Regions from separate parts of the Danio rerio genome. Here region 2 is linked to region 1. The links are chromatin contacts, called in public Micro-C maps. All regions are on one chromosome and are shown on one strand. Each heading gives the region's core, a stretch centred on a gene start, on an enhancer-like site or on the middle of the called end of the contact. The rest is flanking DNA. Distances are from core to core; before and after follow the strand shown. Region 1 holds the start of lgals3b (lectin, galactoside binding soluble 3b). Region 2 holds the start of irf2bpl (interferon regulatory factor 2 binding protein-like).

Region 1 (4,217 bases), core at 250-2,749:
GGTAGGGGTTGCTAATGTATGCATATTTTTATTTGTGTTTTTTTTTAAGTGTTAGTAGTGTATGTATATATTATTAGCAGTTGAAACTAACGGAGAGAAGATTTCTAAATATAATAGTTTTAATAACTCATTCCTATTAACTGATTTGTTTTATCTTTGCCATGATGTCAGTAAATAATACTAGATATTTTTCAAGACACTTCTATACAGCTTAGAGTGACATTTAAAGGCTTAATTAGGTTAACTAGGCAGGTTAGGGTAATTAGGCAAATTATTGTATAAGGATGGTTTGTTCTAAAGACTATCAAAAAAATATATAGCTTAAAGGGGCTAATATTGACATTAAAACGGTACAAAAAAACTGATTTTATTTTGCTGAAATAAAACAAATAAGACTTTCTCCAGAAGAAAAAATATTATCAGATATACTGTGAAAATTTCCTTGCTCTGTTAAACATCATTTGGGAAATGAAAAAATCAAAGAAGGCTAATAATTCTGACTTCAACTATATATATATATATATATATATATATATATATATATATATATATATATATATATATATATATATATATATATATATATACATACACACATACATACACACTTTTAATCTAATGAGCTGAACCACCAAGCAAGAGTAGTTGTTTTTCATATTGGCAATAAATGATGGATGAAACGAATAAGCAGATCTGGAATATATAGCGTGGTGAATTTTTAAAAAAATCATGTTACTAATACAATGATACTATATTTCTTTGCTTTTATTAAATTCACTGCAGCATCAGATATAAAGGTACAAAACCTTTTTTATTAAATTTTTTGAACTACTAATGTATAGCTACATGCACTATGTACAAATGTGTAAAAAGTACAACCTCAGTGACAGCTTTTGTGACTTTATTTTTGCTATTGTCCTATTCTTACAAATTTTACTAATATATATATATATATATATATATATATATATATATATATATATATATATATATATATATATATATATATATATATTATACTGAAATAGTTCAGATGAATGATGAATGAACAGTGAATAGGTGTGTCTGCTGTATATACTGTAGACCTCCATGCATTGCCAGTTACCACGCAACACTGCATATGTCTTGAACTTATAATCCTCACCTAGTTTCCAAGGCAACTTGGCTTTTGTTCAGCCTTGGATTCTTGGAAGAAAACAGAAACTCCCCTGATTACACCCATCCTTAAAACACATGAAATCGGAGTTTATGCACCTCAGATGAACCCAAGTGCACAACCTTCAGACCACACCGACGCACTAATATTGACACAATCGGATAAGAATGTTTCAGCATACTAGTTAACATATTATTTATAGTCTCGCCTCTGATTAAATGTATTTCCCTATGGATATCGGTGCATTTGTTTGTATTATGAGTGGGTGCGTCCTCTTCTCAGAAGTACAGAGGAGGGTTTAGAGGGGTGTGAGAGTGTATTTTTTAGCTCCACCTTAAATTCCTGCTTGTCTACCAACTTCCTCCACACAACTGCAACTTTGTGCCATCAGCTACACCACGCAGGTATTTATGCCTCTTTTAGCCTCATTTTCAAAACTTTATCAGCACTCTCTGGATTAGACTTTGGTGTACGTGTTTGCATATTGATATTCAAACATGTGTATTTATGTGGTGGGTTAGTTTTGCCTAATGCAAACAGTAGGTGATGTCGACATAAAATGGCATCCTGTGAGTTTTACAGATAGTAAACAAATGGCGCTTTTGAAACTAAGAGCTGAAGTGTACTTTTGCTAGCTTTAAACACATCCGTTCATGAGATTCAGAGGCCTGGTGAAAACCACATGCCTGCTGACGAGTCAGAACTTGCAGTGATGCATTGTTTGCTACGTTTGAGTGCAGATTACACAATAATCATTTTTTCCTCAGGGAATACACTGATCTGGAGTTACGGATGCTTACATGCAACGTTTACACGTAAAAATGTACAGATATTCCACATATTCACTTCATAAGCCATAACATGTCAGTATAAGCCATACATGTCAACAAAACAGTTCATCTTCATAGAGCTTCATTTGATTTAAAGGAATAGTTCGCTCAAAAATGAAAATTCTGTCATCTTTTACTCACTCTTTACTTGAAACAGTCCTGTTTGACTTTCTGATATTCTGAAGAAAGCTAGAAACCTATGGACGTCAATAGAGAAATAGAGGTTTCCAGCTTTCCTGAAAATAAAAGAAACCACAAAGGGTGGGGGCGGTCATAATGGTTTGGAACCAATTTGGGTGCAAGTAAACTGAGAGTACATTTTTCATTTTGGCCAAACTATTCTTTTGCCTTTCTGTGAAACCAGTGTGCATTTATTATGCTCTGCACAGTATTTATTATTAATATCATATTATCTAAATCATCACGCATTCCCTCCGGCTCCATTCACACAGTAAATGTATGGGTGTGGTGGGTGGTTTCGAGGACAAATGAGTCATCAGCTCATGACAAAATGTAATGTAACACCAGGGGACCAATGTGTAGTTTTTAAAACAAATATTGATACAAAAAATGCATGGGTGGTTTTAAGGAGATACAGCATTACCTTTAGCACTCAACTGCACCTATTATTTTCCCAATGTAGTTGACCGGTTAAACATTATAACCAGGGTGCGAATTACACATCGACGATCGGGGGGTTGGGGTCTACTTTTTCAGTAGTAGTTTTGTAATACATGCTTCAGTGAATCAAATTTATGAATGTATTTAAATTACATCTCATTTATTAATGAAATGTATAGATTTTTAGTGTTTTTAGGGATATTTAGTGACTATTTTAGAGGTTACTGTTGGTCAAACTATACAAATTATGTCTAATTTTTCTCTTTTGTTTGACTGCATGCAGATATAAACACCTATTTTACATGAAACATGTTTTGTAAATACTTAAGAAGTCTATGTCAGTGCTCTAGAACTGCCAGTTTCCGGAGAGGTTAAAATCGTACGTTTTTAGACGACTGAACTTGTACGTAATCGTACGAGTCAGCCGATAAACTGACAAAAAGTAAAATACTTAAGTTTCCTCGTGCGATCTGGCTGTAAGATTTAAGATATAAATGAGAGATCAGAGAAAGCTATTTCTTACTATCAAAGGGCTGACCTCCCATACATCTTGTTTTGATGTCCTTTAGGGTGGATCAAGCGTTAATTAGGGGTCAAACCCCTCTGTAATTTGCACCCTGATTATAACAAAGATTTTGTCAAAGTCTATCAATGTCATATCTTTTAGATGCTTTTCAGCAAAAACTTCCAGAGTTCTTCATATAAAAATCAATTAACTGGCTTTTATATTTACTTAGGACAGTGTTTCTAAACCACGTTCCTGGAGGAGCACCAACACTGCATGTTTTGGATGTCTCCTTTGTCTGTTACACCTATTACAGGTCTTTCAGTATCAGCTAATGAGCTGATGATCTTAATCAGGTGTGTTTGGTTAAGAAGACATGGGCTGTTTCTCAATACCAAGAACACAGAGAAAACTGCATTTTGACACATTTTAGACATGTCGGGGACACCCCATAGGCTATTTTTAAGTGACCTGTTATTTTGTAGACATATAAATCCACTTAATATATCAAAATAAGTGTCACTTGGTAACAAATATAAGAAAAGGTACTGAGAGAAACAAGCCTGAACAAGAATACATAACAATTCATACTATACTGTAGCTACAGTATTCATTTATTTATTTAGCTTTGTCCCTTATTTATCAGTGGTCGCCACTGCAGAATGACCCTCCAACTATTCCAGCATTTGTTTTACAAAGCGGATGCACTTCCAGCTGCAACCCAGTACTGGAAAACATCCTTACACTCATCACATTCACACACAAACTCATACAAGGCCGATTTTGTTTACCCATACTGCATGTCTTTGGACTGTGGGGGTAACCGGAGCAAACCCATGGGAAGAACATGCAAACTCCACGCAGAAATGCCAACTGGACTTAAACCAGTGGTCTTGCTGTGAGGCGACCGTGCTAACTACTGAGCTACAGTGCCGCCCCGCTATACAGTATATATAGCTATTCACTTAACATTTGGATGAAATAATCTTTTATTTTTGGACAATTCTAAAGTATTTTTCCTAATATTTCTAAAATAATGAAACACCATATTTCCTTACCCTATAAAATAAGTTGTACAGAATTGTTTTTCTAAAATATTTTATCA
Region 2 (4,051 bases), core at 1,002-3,501, 500 kb before region 1:
CAGTGAAGCAAAACAGTGTTATTTTAGCTACATTTCATTGTTCAATTTCCATTTCTGGATACTGTTCGACTCTCCGGAAAATCATAAAGCACTGTTTATTTTATTTTTTTTTTACTTTGCTCTTTTGTAATTATTTTTGCTTGCATTTTTATTATTTGTTTATACATGATTCACTTACTCACTCCTAGCGTTGTTTATATCGAAGTTGATATTTAGCCGCACCATATTGGTGTTTTATAACATCACATTTTTATGAGGTGGGTCGTTAGCCCATCGCTCAACCCCCAACCCTGAGGACCGGACATACACACATACCCTACAGATAATTTAGCTTACCTAACTCACTCAGTGGAAACCCACGTGAACACGGGAGAACATGCAAACTCCTCACAGAAGTGCCAACTGACCTAGTTGGCAGTCTTGCTGTGAGGCGCCTCTGTGCCGCCCGCATATATGATTCATACCATTACAAAATCACCCTAAGCAATATAAATTAAAAATTTAATCTTTCCAGATTGAGCTTATCAAGCCATGTCGTGAAATTGTTTTCAAATCGCAATAGATTTTGCATAAAAACAAAATACCGCAATGTCATATTTTCCCAATACTGTGCAGCCCCATTCCATAGTATTTTTTCCTATGGAATTCAGTGGTTTTCACCTTTTTTCCAAATATCTTCTTTAGTGTTTAACAGAATAATTCAGTTCATTGTAGTGAGGCAGAGTAAATAGTGAGTAGATTTTTATTTTTTTTGGGTGAACTATCCCTTTAAGGTCAGTTCACTCACTTCAGTGCTAGATAATTCCCACAAAGACTTGTTTCTTTGTCTTGTTAATTTGGGTCAAAAATGAAAGGCGTTGAGCTCATTTACACGATCCAAGTCACGAGTGCAGAGCACAAATACTGTCTGAATTGTTTCCGTTTTTTTAACGGTCTACCTGCCATATCAGCAGTGGTTAGATTATCATCTTAAAGTCCAACTTTTGGTTTGCTAATTCTTAATGTAATATATATATATATATATATATATATATATATATATATATATATATATATATATATATATATATATATATATATATATAATTTTTTAGAGGACATTCACAGATTTAACTGTTTTTTTTGGCTTGGAAAAAGGCTCAGTTTCTTTCGGTGCCAGCAGAATGCAGGGATTGCAATAAATGGCGTTTCTCCTCTCCTCCAGACCTCCCTTACTTCTTTTTTCTTCTCTTGGTTTTTCCACCCTCTTGTGTTGTATAACAGGGCAAGTTTTTTTTTTTTTTGCATTGTCTACTGGTTGTTGTTAAACAGAGAATAGACTATGGGAACAGAGCTTTTGTGGGCAGGGCTTGAAACTTCCTTATTTAAAGTAAACACTGATAGATTTTATAATGCATACCTACTGGTCTTTTAGCATGTCCAAATATGTCCAAGAATGTGTGGAAGCATGCTTTTTTATTGCCGTAAATCATACATGGATTTTGGCAGTATAAGCATTTTTATAACATGATCTTACATTATTAATAGGACCACATAATATCCACCAATAATATTTCAGCAGTACAAACAGACTCTGGATGAAACATGAATACCTCAGATTTTCCACCCACAACTCTGGCGCTTGTCTGAAAGCATACCGGAGCCAGTGATGCAAGGCAAGCTGTGTGAACATTAACTTTTTTTAGTTTTGAAAAATATTTTTGTTAGATCCAGTAATGATCACTGCATGATTTTAGTTCTTTAGTTTAGTTCATTCTAGTATTTATTATGGCAAGTTTTAGTTCGGTAATTAAGTTCTAATTATTTATCTGGTTATCTCAATAATTACTTTTTTTTGTAGTTGTAAGCCTGGTTTTGATGTAGTGTTTATTTATTTGATAATGCTGCTTGTTAAGAAATTCTAGATACTATTGAACACAAATTGTATTTGTTAATTGGTTACAGCTACTGAGTAACTACAAGTAAATAAATACTAGTAGACTATAAAATGAATGTATGCTAAATAAATCTATATAGTATAGACTTTTGGTTACATAAAAGGTGCAAGTAAGGAAATACATAATATGTTGTGACGCAATGAATGTTTTGTTGGCTTGCCATACATGTTGGCTGTGCGCGTTTCTCGGTCCATTCAGAAGATTTGTTAGGGAGTGGTTAGCGCATGCGCACTCGCATGGCAACAAGTGGCTTGTCATTTGTAACAGAAAAAGGAACTGCGGAACGTGGTGCTGACGTCACCGGCCCAGCCAGGTGGCATTCCGAGCAGCAGAAGAGGCGCATTCGCCTCCTAGTAACCGTATAACGGGTCCGAGAGGAGCAGCTCAACATGTCTTCGGCGCAGGTCTCCTCGTCGAGGAGACAGTCGTGTTATCTGTGCGACCTGCCGCGCATGCCGTGGGCGATGATTTGGGATTTTACGGAGCCCGTGTGCAGGGGTTGCGTGAATTACGAGGGCGCGGATCGGATCGAGTTTGTTATCGAGACCGCGCGCCATCTCAAGCGGGCTCATGGCTTCCAGGAGGGGAGATCCCCGGGTCCAGCGCCGCCGCCTGCGGTCAAAGCACAAGCGGTCATGTCATCCAAGGAGTCTGTGCAGATGAACCATGTGGACGGCTCGTCTAAATCGCAACAGCAGCAGCAGCAGCAACAACAACAGTCCGGCTTGGACCGATACGCGCTCGCCACCGAAAGATCACGCTTTGATTATTCCAGCATCGGCGCGCACAGGCTTCCGAACGGGCTCGGTGGACCGAACGGCTTCCCCAAATCAGACGACGGACCCCCCGAGCTTAACCGACAGAGCCCGAACTCGCGTCGCAATCACGGGCTGGTGGCGGTGTCGGGGCAGATGAGCGTGCCGCCGAACCTCCTCCCGCAGACGCTCCTGAACGGCCCACCGTCGTCGGCGAGTATAGCGCAGCACAGCCTTTCCGGACGAGCCCCTCCAGCCCCGGCCAGCATCGGACCCGCGCTCGCGCTCTCTGAACAAGGTAAACGACCCGGCTCGGTGTCCAGCACGGACCAAGAGAGAGATCTGAAAGAGAAACAGCGTAACGCTGAAGCTTTGACTGAACTCGGTGAAAGTTTGAGGAACAGGTCAGAGGAATGGACGAATAAACCCAAAATAGTGAGAGACACACTGATCACGCTTTCTAATTGCACTCCTTTTGACGTGAGGTTCAAGAAAGACCATTCACTTCTAGGTAGAGTGTTTGCATTCGATGCCACTTCCAAGCCCGGCATGGACTATGAGCTGAAAATCTTTATTGAGTATCCCAGTGGATCTGGGAATGTGTTTTCCAGTGCGTCCGGTGTGGCTAAACAGATGTACCAGGACTGCATGAAAGACTTTGGCAGAGGGCTTTCTTCTGGTTTTAAGTACCTGGAATATGAGAAAAAGCATAGCTCTGGTGACTGGAGGCTGCTGGGTGATTTACTCCCAGAGTCTGTGCGTTTCTTTAAGGAGGGGCTCGGGGGTGAAATGCTTCCTCAGCCTTACATTGATGCCAGCTGCCCTCTGCTGCCCTCGGCGCTGGTCAACATGCCTCGGGCTGTGGCGTCGGGAAGTGCGCTAAGAACGGGTGTTCGTAAACGCAAAGCCTCCCCAGAACCGGACTCAGCGGAGGGCGAGCAGCAGAGACAGCAGTGGATGGCGAGTCAGAGCGAGGCACTTAAACTGACCATGGCATCAGGCTCTTTCGCAGCCTCTCACGGCGGACCTCCACCATTGGGGTCAGTACACTCTAGCCGAGCCACCCCACCCGAATCAGCCCCCCAGAACGGACAATCCCCCATGGCTGCGCTTATGTCGGTGGCAGACACTTTGGGTAATGCACACTCACCAAAGGACAGCAATTCTGTGCACTCCACCACATCCACCCGACATAACAGTAGCAGTCCAGTCTCCCCCGCCTCGGTCTCCGGACAGCGCCGTTTGGCATCCAGGAATGGGGAGATGGGTCTCTCCGGGACGCCGTCCCAATCGGGTTCGCATCAGGGCATGGATCAGGTGCATCCTCAGAACATTCCAGACTCACCCATGGCCAATAAC

Evidence for each region. A called contact is a pair of places that touch in the nucleus more often than the background predicts.
Region 2: a Micro-C map of caudal fin shows a contact between it and region 1, with 8 times the contacts expected there. The contact joins the promoter of irf2bpl here to the promoter of lgals3b in region 1. A contact is called at or near these places in 1 of 18 Hi-C or Micro-C datasets (caudal fin) and 1 of 4 datasets of contacts at active chromatin or transcription factors (embryo).

What each region holds. Positions count from the first base shown.
Region 1 is chr17:12,029,591-12,033,807 of GRCz12tu, reverse strand. It overlaps lgals3b (lectin, galactoside binding soluble 3b), which reads left to right and starts at 1,499. Exons shown (of 6, transcript NM_214693.3): 1 at 1,499-1,560.
Region 2 is chr17:12,525,516-12,529,566 of GRCz12tu, reverse strand. irf2bpl (interferon regulatory factor 2 binding protein-like) reads left to right here and starts at 2,251. Exons shown (of 1, transcript NM_212687.1): 1 at 2,251-4,051. The coding sequence starts at 2,327. The region is part of intron 9 of si:ch211-185a18.2; the gene reads left to right.